Regions from separate parts of the Mus musculus genome. Here region 2 is linked to region 1. The links are chromatin contacts, called in public promoter capture Hi-C maps. All regions are on one chromosome and are shown on one strand. The core of a region is the stretch at or near the end of the contact, and the rest is flanking DNA. Distances in the headings are between cores, read along the strand shown.

What was found. Capture Hi-C pulls out chosen DNA fragments and counts their contacts.
Region 2: a contact with region 1 is called in a promoter capture Hi-C map of liver. The contact joins the promoter of Ccdc74a here to the promoter of Tmem191c in region 1. A contact is called at or near these places in 1 of 484 Hi-C or Micro-C datasets (embryonic stem cells), 1 of 115 datasets of contacts at active chromatin or transcription factors (pancreatic cancer cells) and 2 of 9 other capture datasets (liver and pancreatic islet).

Annotation. Positions count from the first base shown.
Region 1 is chr16:17,273,148-17,279,387 of GRCm38.p6, reverse strand. It overlaps Tmem191c (transmembrane protein 191C), which reads right to left and starts at 3,088. Exons shown (of 10, transcript NM_177473.3): 1 at 2,920-3,088; 2 at 2,631-2,754; 3 at 2,501-2,551; 4 at 2,349-2,426; 5 at 2,138-2,194; 6 at 1,987-2,046; 7 at 1,796-1,860; 8 at 1,647-1,719; 9 at 1,497-1,537; 10 at 727-1,416. The coding sequence starts at 3,074. The coding sequence ends at 1,212.
Region 2 is chr16:17,642,902-17,649,111 of GRCm38.p6, reverse strand. It overlaps Ccdc74a (coiled-coil domain containing 74A), which reads right to left and starts at 2,642. Exons shown (of 8, transcript NM_001166164.1): 1 at 2,329-2,642; 2 at 1,460-1,504; 3 at 986-1,045; 4 at 152-317. The coding sequence starts at 2,587. It overlaps Smpd4 (sphingomyelin phosphodiesterase 4), which reads right to left. Exons shown (of 19, transcript NM_001164610.1): 19 at 4,282-6,210.

The DNA.
Region 1 (6,240 bases), core at 1,839-4,338:
CACCATGATGATAATGGGCTAAACCTCTGAAACTGTAAGCCAGTGCCAATTAAATGTTTTCCTTTATAAGCATCGTCATGGTCATGGCGTCTCTTCACAGCAATGAAACCCTAAGTAAGACAATGACTATACCTGGTGCTCAGTTAGGGAACAAGAGGGCAGTAAGAATCCCTGAGCAGGAATTCCGGGATGTTGTCAAACACTGTGTGTGAATATTGGAAATTGACCACCCAGTTTCCTGAGACAGTTCCCATTAGCTGGAGCTCACTAATTCACACTTGTCTCTACCTCTCCAACAAGGGGTCACTGACATTACCACCACATCCAGCCTTTTTACATAGGTTCTTAGGGTCAGACACAGGACCTTATGTTTGCAAGGCAGTGAGAGACACCAGTGCATACAACTGATAGGTCGCTGCACGCTACAGAACCTAAACCACATCAGGTGCTTTCTCCAAGTTAAACAGACCATTCCAAGGTACTTTACAGACCACTCTGTTAGGCCGTTAAGGGAGTCTCCAATGAACTTAACAGAAAAAGCTGTAATTGTTTAAATGCTGTGGTTATAGCTTAGCATTCACAAGTGCTGAGCTGAGTTCAATCCCCAGAACAGAATAAACCATCCCTGGTGGCTCATGCCTATAATCCACTCAGGAGCAGGGAGGTAGGTCAAGGTCACTCAGCTGTATAGTGAGTTCAAAGCTGGGATGAAACCCCACACACCTATAAATAAACAAGTAGTCTAGAGTTTATTGGAAATTCAACCCAGATTAATTTCCACTCAGCAGGGCAATCCTTATCTACTGCATGTTCCCCACAAAGCCCACGGTGGCAAGCATACACTACCCGGTGTGTTCAGATGCTGTGAGGGAGGTATGGCGAACTCGAACCTGCCCAAGAGGGAACCCCAACGTTGAAGTAGATCTGGAGTAACTGTGCATCCGCATCCAGGGAAAATAATCCACCCACTACGGAGGGGACCCGACAGGCCAGCACCCACACCCATCCTACCCAAAGCTCAGGTTCAGAAGAGCCCCCTAGAGGGGTCAGGCTGCGGCCTGGACACAAGCAGCCCCGCCACAGACAGGCACCCCTGCACTCAGGTGATATCGGAACAGACGAACTTCACCCCCACCCTTTTCATATAAGCAGGCACCCAGAAAACACAAAGGAGACAGAGGTACAAGCGGCCAAAGCCGACATGATGCACTCTAGGCAGGCAGCAATCCGCGCGCACGCAGCTCAAGTAAAGGCGACAGCGTGTAGCGCAGCCGGCGGAAGACCGCGTCAGAGCCGAGACTCTGGAGCCCCGGGCCAACGGCGTCAGGCTTCGCCAGCACCACGTAAATCAGCGGCAGCACCAGGAAACCCAGCGGGAGCAGCAGCAACGTCTGCAGTGCGCTCAGCGCCCACAGCCTGCAGAACCACCAACGGACAGGTGGGTGGTGGCTCTGGGACCCGGAACCCGGACCGCCCAACCCCCACTAGCCACTCACCTGAGGCTTCCCGCGCCTGTACCACCGAACAGTCGCTTTTCCTGCAGAGAAAGGGCTGTATCCAGTTTTTTGCCTGGGCAGCCGCTAGGCTCTAGCCAAATCTAGTGGGCAGGTACCAGCTTCAGCCCGCGCTTCCCAGCCCACGCTCACGCAGTCAGCCCTGGCCACCTCCTCCATGAGTGAGCCCGCGCAGTCCTGCACCGGACGAGGCTCTGAGTTCCACCTGCAGGACAGGCGCGGAGATGAGCCACCAGGCTGGGCCTAGCACCTTCCGACGCCCTCCAAGTCCCAATTCTTACGGTTCCGAGCCACCGCGCGTAGCCTCCAGCGCAGCTGCTGCCTCCATCACTTTCCCCTGCAGCTCCTGAAGGATGGCAATAGGGATTCAGGGCAGAGGATGCGCTACATCGCGAGTCAGAGAGTAAGGAAGAAAGAGTCGAGGCCGCAGGGCATTCGAAAGAGAACCGCTGTCAGAAACGAGGGGTCACACCTGCAGGACTCCACTCTGCTCCTGGAAGCTGGCCCAGGCCTCTTCTGTCCGCTGCGCACCCTAGAAGCCAGGGGCTTGGTATGAGCATCGCAATGACAGGCCCTCCCCACACGCCTTCCCCCCCCCCCCCAGAGTCCAGCGCCATTCGCACCTGCCGCAGGTCCTCTGCCTGCATGCTGAATTTGGCCTCCGCCAGCTCCAGATGTTTCTTCGGGAGGATTCAAGTGATGTCAAGAACCTGAAGTCCTCGCACACCACTGGGCCTCGAGGCTCGGTCCCCGGCCTTGAAGGCTGATACTCTGCCCACAAATGCACATAACCCTGCCCACAGCCATACTCCGCCCACAGCCCCGCCCAAGTACCTGCAGCGCCACAAGCTGGTTCCCTAGTTGCTGCTCCGCTCGCTGTTGACTTAGCTGCTCCCCTCCATAGTAGAAAAGCTGGGGACCGAACTCGTGAGTGCCTGGCTCAAGGATCTTGGGGACTAGGGCATGATCTGAGACACTGCACGTACCTGACTGGACAGTTCCTCCCACTGTTCCTGCAGCTTCCGATTGTGTTGCTCCTGCGAACAGGGTCCAGGCTGTCTAGGCCCCTCCTCCAGCCTAGCCACCCCGGGAGCCGCCTCTTGCTCTTGCCCGCACCAGGTCCTGCCGGTGCTGCTCCGCCGCCTCCAGCAGCCCACGAGCCCGCTCCGCACGCTCCCGTGCCGCCTCACATGCCTCGCCTCGAATGGCTCGTGATGCTTGACTTCGTCTCCGCTGCAGGCTACACGGGGGAGGGGGAGAGGGGGCGGAGAATTGGTCTGGGATAAAACCAGGGAGCAAGATATTTTGGGAAGGAGCCGCCACCAGCCTGAGAGTTCCAGACTAGGGTCCCACTGCCTGGAGCGAGACTGCCAACAAGCCTGCCGGGGCCTCGGTGCCCTCGCACCTGCGCTCGCGCTCCCGCAGCTCCTCCAGGCGCCCGGTGAGGCTCTCGCTCTCGGCTTCCAGCCCACGCACCAGCTCTTCTAGCTCCTGCTTCCGCAGGCGGCCATCTCGGTTGTCCTTCTGCAGCTGCAGCAGCTGCTCCTGCGGCTCAGTCATGGCTCCAGAGCTCCGCCCCGACCTCCACCGCCTGGGTAACTTGGTGGCCCGCGTCACAATAGGCAGCAGAGGGCGCCCGAACCCAACCGAGACGGATCACGCCCGACCAATTCAGGTATACAAAGCCGGGCTTGGTTGCCCACATCTGTAATTCTATCTCTTGGAGGTGTGAGGGCACGAAGATCAGGAGTTCAAGGTCATCCTTTGCTACATACGGAGTTTGAAATTAGCCAAGGCTACATGCGGACCTGTCTCAAAAAAAAGAAAAACAAAACAAAAAACAAAAATATCACAGTCCAGATCTGATTGGTAAAAAGTTACTAAAGTTCTAAGGAAGGACCAGACTTGATGGTCCGTACCTTGTAATCCCAAAATACTAGAGGCTGAGGCAAGATCACCTAGAGTTCAAGGTCAGCCTAGAGGTCTAAACAAGACCCTGACTCAAAAGAAAATGAGGGCCGGGTGTGGTGGCCCACGCCTTTAATCCCAGCACTTGGGAGGCAGAGGCAGGCGGATTTCTGAGTTCAAGGCCAGCCTAGTCTACAGCCTGAGTTCCAGGACAGCCAGGGCTACACAGAGAAACCCTGTCTCGAAAAAACAAACAAACAAACAAAAACCAAAGAAAAAAAGAAAGAAAAAATGAGAGGGTTTGAGAGATGGCTCAATGGTTAAGAGCACTGACTGCTCTTCCAGAGGTTCTGAGTTCAATTTCCAGCAACCACATGGTGATCCACAACCATCTATAATGGGATCTGATACCCTCTTCCGGTGTGTCTGAAGACAGCTATAGTGTGTGAGTGTGTGTGTATGTGTGTGTGTAATCTTTTTTTTTTTTTTTTTTTTTAAAGAAGGACTGAAGACATGGCTCAGCGGTTAAGAGTATTGACTGCTCTTCTAGAGGTCATAAGTTCAATTCCCAGAAATCACATAGTGGCTCACAACCATTTGTAATGGGATCTGATGCCCTCAAGACAGTGACAATGTACTCATATAAATAAAAATAAATAAGTCTTTAAAAATAAATAAATTAGCCAGGCGGTGGTGGCACACGCCTTTAATCCCAGCACTCGGGAGGCAGAGGCAGGCGCATTTCTGAGTTCGAGGCCAGCCTGGTCTACAGAGTGAGTTCCAGGACAGCCAGGGCTATACAGAGAAATCCTGTCTCAAAAAAAAAATAATAATAATAATAAATAAAAATAAATAAATCTTAAGAGCCACAGTAGCTGTAACTACTGTAACTACAGGCTAAACCAGGTGTGCCTCACCTTAGATTCTGAGTGACCAAGCAGGGAGTGCTAAACTTTTGAGAAAAACATTTTTTTGTTGCTGTTGTTTTTTCGAGACAGGGTTTCTCTGTGTAGCCCTGGCTGTCCTGGAACTCACTTTTGTAGACCAGGCTGGCCTTGAACTCAGAAATCTGCCTGCCTCTGCCTCCCAAGTGCTGGGATTAAAGGCATGCGCCACCGTGCCCGGCTTGAGAAAAACATTTAAAATTAAAATTTTTAATGTTTTTCTCCCCCATGTGCTATGAAACTTTGTCGTGGTCTCAGTGGCTGGATTTTCCCTAGCATAGTGCCGTGCTGAGTGGTGCTGAAGGACCTGGGAGGACCTGGGTGCTAGGGTGGCCTGATGGTCTCTTTTCTCCATGGTTTCAGCTCTAGAGAACCTTTGATTGGGCTTGTGTGGTATGAGTAAGAAAAGGAGGGATGTAGTTTTGTGATCTAGGGGTTCTGTTAGCTCAAGGGGTCTCATTCTGCAGCCAGGCTGGTCTTGACACAACCCCTTACTTCCCTAGGAACCTGCTTAATCATTTTCTTCAATTTATTTCTCTCTCTCTCTCTCTCTGTGTGTGTGTGTGTGTGTGTGTGTGTGTGTGTGTGTGTGTGTGTATACCACATCTGTGCAAATGCCTCAGCAGTCCATCAGATCCCTTGAAGCTGGAATTCCAGCAGTTGTGAGCCACCTATGTGGGTGATGGGAACTAAAGTCAGTGCTCTGGAAGAGCAACAAGTGCTCCTAACTGCACACTGGACCTTTTCACACTCTGTGGTGATATAATCTCTCTAAAGATTTTAAGAAGCTAATTTATTCCATAATTTAGAGGACATACTTTCTGGATGCTGTAATAAACCATTACAGCTTCATTAGATAGCCTGGGGCAGGAATCCTGCTGCAAATTCATAGCCAGCCTTTGCTACAGGGTGAGACTTTGTCTCAAACAGCCCCTCCAAAAAAACAAAAACAAAAACAATGAGTGCTTTTTGCTATGAATGGGCTGGGATATTGGTCAATGGAATCCCTGCACACACAAGGTTCAATTCCCAGTATCACGCACCAAGACATCAATTATTGATTTACAGGAAGGGCTGTGGGTTTTGATAGCTCTGGCTAAGCTGGGATTCCCCAGTGCTGTCAACATAACTCGGATTCCCAGACTCCAGTGCTGCCTCATCTCGTCCACACAAGAAGTTCAAAGCTCCAGGCCTCTGAAGCCCTTCTGGCCCCAGTAATTTGGGAGAAGGTGTGAATACTTGATTTTTGTATTTTCTGGGCTGGGCTGGAGGTGAGCCTCCCAGACAAGTGTCTCCCTCTGAGCCACGCACCCCTGGGCTTCCCTCTCCGTGCCTTTTCTGTTCACAGGCTCTTCCCAAAGCAACTCTCCCTCAGCCAGCGTCCCTTCCTCCCCTTCGGCCTTTGACCGCTCACTTCATAAGCCACCCAGCACACCTGCAGCTTACTTACTGAGTTTTGCTAATCTAGGATTCTTTTTTCTTTTGTTTGATTTTGTTTTCTTTTATTACCTTGGAGACAGGGTCTCATGTTACTCATACTAGCCTGAAACTCAACTGTGTACCAAGGATGACTTAGGACTCCCCCACCTCCACTGCCTGTGCTCACACCACAGGCTTCACCTCTGGGGCTGGCCTTTTTTTTTTTTTTAATGGTCAAATGTGTTGCTTATAAAATAAAACAAAAATAAGGTTCTTGCTAAGTAACCTTGGCTACTGTAGACCAGGTTAGCCTCCAAACTGGCAATCTTATCTTCGTGTCCAAAGCTTTAGACCACCATCCCCAGATAAAAACTGGCAGAAGAAAACACTGTTTCACACCAAAAGGTAGCCAATGGGGCAAGGTAGAGAAACCAACTTAGGATATGGGAAAGGAA
Region 2 (6,210 bases), core at 1,393-3,892, 370 kb before region 1:
GACGGCAGCCTGGCAGCTCCCTGCTCCCTCAACCCCATTTCCATCAAGATGGAAACAAGGTAGCCTGCTGATCCCAGGGTGGAAACCTACTAAGGGTAAGCTTGGGGCCCTTGGGGTGCGGGCCTGGTCCTCAGGTGCAAGCAGGCCTTACTTGGCCTGTCCCTGAGCCCCAGGGACTCTGTCCAGCTTGCTGCTGTGGGACAGGGCAGCACTGCTGAGTGACTGCTCTTCCAGGTCTGTCTTTTGGAGGGCTTCAGACTTCAGCTCTTGTTTCTTGAAGGAGCTGGGCTGGGGCCTGGTCTTGCCTTGAGAGTTGGCTGCAGGGCACACCAACAGGGCTATCACTAAAGGCCTTGGGAGCCAAAGGCCCATTCTCTAGGATCAACCAGTGTACCCAGGAAGCCCTGACCATGTATCAGTTCCCTCTGCTGTACTGAACACTCTGAGGAGGGCTGCAGAGAACAAAGCGTAGAGTGAAGCCTGTGGTGGTACCTGCTGCTTGTGTCAGAAAAGCCCCAGTGGGGGCTGCTGCCTTCCATCTGGGGTAGAACAAACTGTAGGTCCTGGCATCTGGGCTGCTGGTCAGCTGGGGCTGCTGCTAGTGAAGTTGTGTAGCCTCCCAGAGGAAGTGAGTGGGAGAAGAGGCTCTGTTTATTTTGTCCCTGAGATGTCATGGGGGGGGGGCTTGGTGGAGCACATACCCACCTCCCAGGAGAAAATAGGGGCTTGGAAAGTACTTGAGTTCCTTTGTTAACGGCTTGGCTACTCACTCACTACCCTACCTGGGTGGGCCTGCTACATCATCTGGCTACACTGACAGCCAGGCCTTGTCTTGCTTGTAGCGCGTCCCCTCAAGGACTCCTGGCCCAGTCTCCTTCTTGGTTGTTTCTGTACATAGGATATCAGGGCCACCCCCTTTGCGAAAGAGGGTTTTCAACTCTAGGCAACACCTCCCGCTGACTGCCCAGCCTGGGCCCTGGCTCACCGGACATCGTGGAATTGGAGGCGGACTTGCCAGAGTGAAGGCTCCATGTGGAGATGCTGCCTGTGGGAAGATGCAGGGCTCAGCCTGAGAACCCACTCCTGCCTGTTACCTGGCCCTCCATGTTCGAGCAGGGCTGTTTTCCATACAGGGAGTGTGGTAAGAAACCCCTCACTCAAGTGTAAGGAACCAGCGGTACAGGGCTGGGGAACCAGAGGCAGGCACCACAGCAACCATCAACCTACCAGGGGATGGGGCTGCCCAGGAGCTGTGCTCAGCAGAGGGAGGGAGGGTATGCAGCCACCTCATTGTCCCTACTGCACACACGTCATGCCTTTGGTGTTGAGAGCAAACAAGCAAGCTGTGGCTGGGGAAAGGGCCACCTGTCCAAGTGCCCAGAACTGGTCTCCTCTGGGTTAGCATGCAGGGCTCCCTGCTGCCAGATAGGCTTGAGTGATAACTCCCTGCAAGTCCTACCTTTTTTCTGAGGCTTCTCATTCATGATTAGCTTGTAGTGGAGATCTGAAAGCAAACAAATACTCCTTATCACACTTAAAATCTACAGCCACTGGGAGCACAAATGTGGCCTGCTCTTTGGGTCCCACCAGCTTTTTCCACCAACCCTTTACCTCAGGCATCTCAGACCAGAAATGCCTCTAGCTGATCCCTGTCATCCCCAACACCTGCAAGGTGCCCATCCACTAGGCCAGGCAGGGGCAGGGCTGCAGGGCTGCTGAAGTGAGACAGGATGGCTGGCTAGCCTTCCAGGAGCCCCTGGCAATGGTAAGGTAAGTGGGGTGTGGCATGGGGCTGGTCAGTCAGACATGGGGTGAGTCTCAAGCAGAGCCCTAATGTAATAAGATGCCCAGGTAAAGACAACACCAGAAAGAGGGAGAAACCCGAGGCACAGGGCATGGAGTGGGGGGAAGCAGAGGAACCCTAGCTGAGCTGTAGACAGTGAAAAGCAGTTATGTCACAGGGTGGCCTGAAGTTCTGAGTAGGCCAAGCCTTGGGGGTGGGGGTCGGGGGTGGGGTGGAGCAGCATCCTGGCAATCCCTGCCCAAAATCTGGATGTGCTTAGTTGGTGACCCATTTACTGGAATTTGCTGTGTGCTGTTTAACTTCGGCAACAGTTTTAAATAATGAGCCGGACTACACCCTGCCCTGCACAGAGTGCACAGGAGGGTCAGCGTTCATTTGGGCTGGTGGGCACAGGAGGACTGAGCCTATCGGCAGGCCCTACCGAAGAGAAGCCTCCCGCATCCTTCCCCGCACCCGGAGACTGTTAAGAGTTGATGGCCGTGACCTTCAGGTTGTAAATGCTGGGCCAGCACCCAGAGGCTCACCCTTATTCTCCCGCTTCAGGTGCTCGATCTCCTCGTGGAGTTTGACTAGCGTCTCCGAGTGCTGCTGCTGTAGGAACTGCAGGCTCTTTTCCAGGTCCAGGATCCGCTTCTGTGCTTCGCTGAACCCGAGCGGAGGCGGCTGCGTCCCCGCGTGCTGCAGGCCGGCGGGAGGGCGCGGGCGTAGGCGGGCCGCGCCCCGGGAGCCTGGGGCCGCGGAGCTGAGGGGCCGAGCCCCGGCCGCCAGCCCGGCCCCGCTCATGAAGGCGTCGCCGCCGCTCAGTACTGGCTGCTGGAGCCTGGCACTCGGTCGCCTTGGGAACCGGCGCGCCGGAGAGGGCGGGGCGCGCCGCGGGGCGGGGCCTGCGGCCGCGTTCCGCAAAAACCAAGGCGCCAGACTCTTGAACTGGTCCGGAACAGTAGTTCTTATGAGTGCTGTGTGCGGTGCGTGTGCCTGTGGAGACCAGCACTCGACGTCCGGTCTCATTCCCCACCTCATAGATTTTGAGAAGAGGTCTGTCTCGTCTTGTGACTAGCTGGGCTGGCCCGTGAACCCCAGGATCTTCCCATTTCCCCGGCTTCCAGCGCTTAAGATCCCGGGTGTGCGCCTTCCCTCCCCACTTCTCATGTGGGTGCTAGGGACCCGAATTTAGACCCGAATTTCTCCTGCTTGGGCAGAAACCACTATACCTTCTGAGCCATCACCCTAGCCCCGCTTGTACTTTTGAACCAGGGTCTCACTCTGTAGTGCAAACTAGCTTGGAATTCATTGTGTAAAACCGGGATTATAGATGTATGCCAAAGCACTGGCTTTTTTGTTTTTGTTTTTCGAGACAGGGTTTCTCTGTATAGCCCTGGCTGTCCTGGAACTCACTTTGTAGACCAGGTTGGCCTCGAACTCAGAAATCCGCCTGCCTCTGCCTCCCCAGTGCTGGGATTAAAGGCGTGCGCCACCACCGCCCGTCGCACTGGCTTTTAAAGTGGGTCTTAGTCTTTCATTTTAATAGCTCACATTTTTGGATACATAGTAATAGTTTCACAAATCTTCCAACACTCACTGAATCTTTGTGTATAAATAGAGCTGTCTGAACCAACACAAGAGAACCGGCCAGCCCACTTCTTTAATTCCAGCAAATGGGAGACAGAGGCAGGTGGATCTTCCAGAGTTCCGAAGTCTGCCATAGTGAGTTCCCGGAACAGTCAGAGCTACACAGTGAGAACCTGTCTTCAAGAAAACAAAAGTCCAGTGCTTGCCTTTACCTAGAGAACCCAGCCAGCAGGATCAAAAACAAGAAAGTCCTGGCTTTCTAGACTTTAGTTTTTTTTTTTTTTTCATTTATGCGTACCCGTATGAGTATATTCTGTGGGTGTGCATGTGTGAGCATTGAGCCCCGGAGCTGGAATTACAGGCAGCCTTGGGTGTCTGCTGGAAACCAAACTCAGGTTTTCTGGAAGAGCAGGAAGCTCTCTTTCTTAACTGCTGGCTCATCTCTTATCCACGTGAAAACTAGGCCACTTACTTTTTATGACATGGTAGATTTGTTTGTTTGAGACATAGTTTAGCTACATAGGCCAGGCTGACTTCAAACTCAGAGATCTGCCTCTGCCTCCTTTCTGAATCCTAAGATTAATGCCTGGTTTGGAAACTTAATTTCTAAGAGAAGGCTATGCAAAAGTCACCTCCCAATGGGTCAGTGTTTGACACTTGTCTACCATGTCCATGTCCCAGAGGTCCATCCTTTGCACAGCAAAAAGCCCGATCTACATAGAGTTCCAGGTCAGCAGAGCTACATAGTGAAATCCTGTCTTCAAAACAAACACACACAAATAATAAAAAGATCATTTCAAACTGATCCTTGAAGCTCATACCTATAATCCTAGCCTAGGATACAAAGTTTCATTACAGACTACACAGTGAGATCTTATCCTAAAAATAAACCAAAACAGGGAGATGGCTTAGTTGAGCATCCTATTTTATTTTTTGTTGCTGCGATAAACACCGTGATCAAAAGAAAAGCAAAGTGGGCATCAGAGGGTTTATTTTAGCTTATAGGTTAGAGTCTATCATGGACAGATGCCATGAAGGAACTCAAGGCAAGGCAGAAGCCTGAAGCAGAAACCAAGAGACTGCTTGGGGCTTTCTCCCCAGCTTACTTTCAGCTACCTTTCTTATACAGCCCAGACCTACCTGCCTAGGGATGGTACCACCCGAAGATAGCTACATCAATCAAGAAAAGGTCCCTTTCCCAGGTGAATCAAGTTGACAACTGAACGCTGACAACTGGTGACACCTGCTTTGAGGCCTAACCTAGTTCCATTCCTCAAACCTCTGACCTATGTCCATACATGGCACGCATGCATGCACTGCATCCCCCACACTCCAATAAGTCAGTCTAAAACATTAAACTCTGGGGGCACTTGAAGGAGTAAGACATGACCTGTGTGTGTGTGTGTGTGTAACTGTCAAGAGAAAAAAAATTTAAAAAAATATTCATCTCATAAATAAATACAGGCTAGGTAAAGAGTTGGCACAAGCCTTTGATTCCAACACTTGGTAAGTGTACGTGTATCTCTGAGTTCAAGGCCAGCCTGGGCTACACAAGAGTAACTATCTCTATCCCCCACACAAAAGATAAATATTGATAGGGTTGTTGGTAAGGGCTAGTCATTCAGCTCTGACCAGGGGAATTGGAAACAGTGGGACACTCAAAAGGCAACTTCCCTTCCCACCACAAGGAGGTTGTACTCCTGGGAAGATGCTGGCCTGGAGCTGGCTAGTATAGGTCAGCCCCATCTGCCCATGACTCTAAGATTCTGGAGGCTGAAGAGATGGCTCAGTAGTTGATTAAGAGCACTACAGAAGCCTGGAGTTTGGTCTCCAGCACCCACCCACTCCCTCTTCTTGGCCTCCTTAAATGCATACATATGATGAACAGACACAAGCAACATTCACTCACATAAAATAAAAATGACACTGTTTAACAAAAAGGAAGTTTCTGGAAGCCAATGTGGTATTTGTTCTGGATGACAGCCAGTTCTGAGGTGTTAAGCAGGGAAATCAGTTCTCAGGGCACCACAGGGCCTGCCCCCACCTCAGGGTTAGTCTGCCTTGTCTTGTTTCTGCAGAAGTTGAATCCAACATGCCCTAGGCATGAAAGGGGACTTTCAGTCAGAAAGAACTCCATCACGAGGTAAGGAGGTACCGTGTCCAGGAGCTTGCTCCACAGTTCCCAAATGCCCAGGGACCCTTGGCAGGTAAACAGGCTAAAGATTCAGCCCAGACAATCTCCGAAGCAAGAATGGTTTATTCGGATCCTTGTTCAGTTATGTTTTGAGCTGACTTTTGGTCATGGGTCCCATGATGTATTCTGAAGTTACATCGAAATACAAAGCCCAGTGATAACTTTGAAAAAAAACAGGTTGGTATTTTTTTTTCTTTAAAAACAGCTACACACCCACAACAAAAGGGCTGGTTTAAGAACACCTTGGAGATGGTGGTGTTCACCTGCAGGGTGAACTTGAGCCCTTTGGTGTCTTAGCTTTGATGTGAAGGTGTTTTTTTCATACAGGTGTTGTTACAAATGTGACGCTCCCTTAAATTCCTTAGTTTTACAGGCAAAACCAATGCTTTTTTGCTTTGTGTCCACAGAGGCTGGCCAGACCAAGCTCCAACCCCAAGCTCTGTCTCTTAGAACCCTGCTTCTCCCCTGGAGTGGATATTGAGCTGCTTGTGTGCCCTTGGACTGAAGGTGAGGAGCCATGGCCAGCACTGATTGTCTTACACAATGGCTTATGAACCTTCTGACACTGACCCTTCTGTGTCAGGCCTGCCTGGATCACTCTCCCTTCCAACTCTTTGTTCTTTTGAATAACTCCACCACTGCA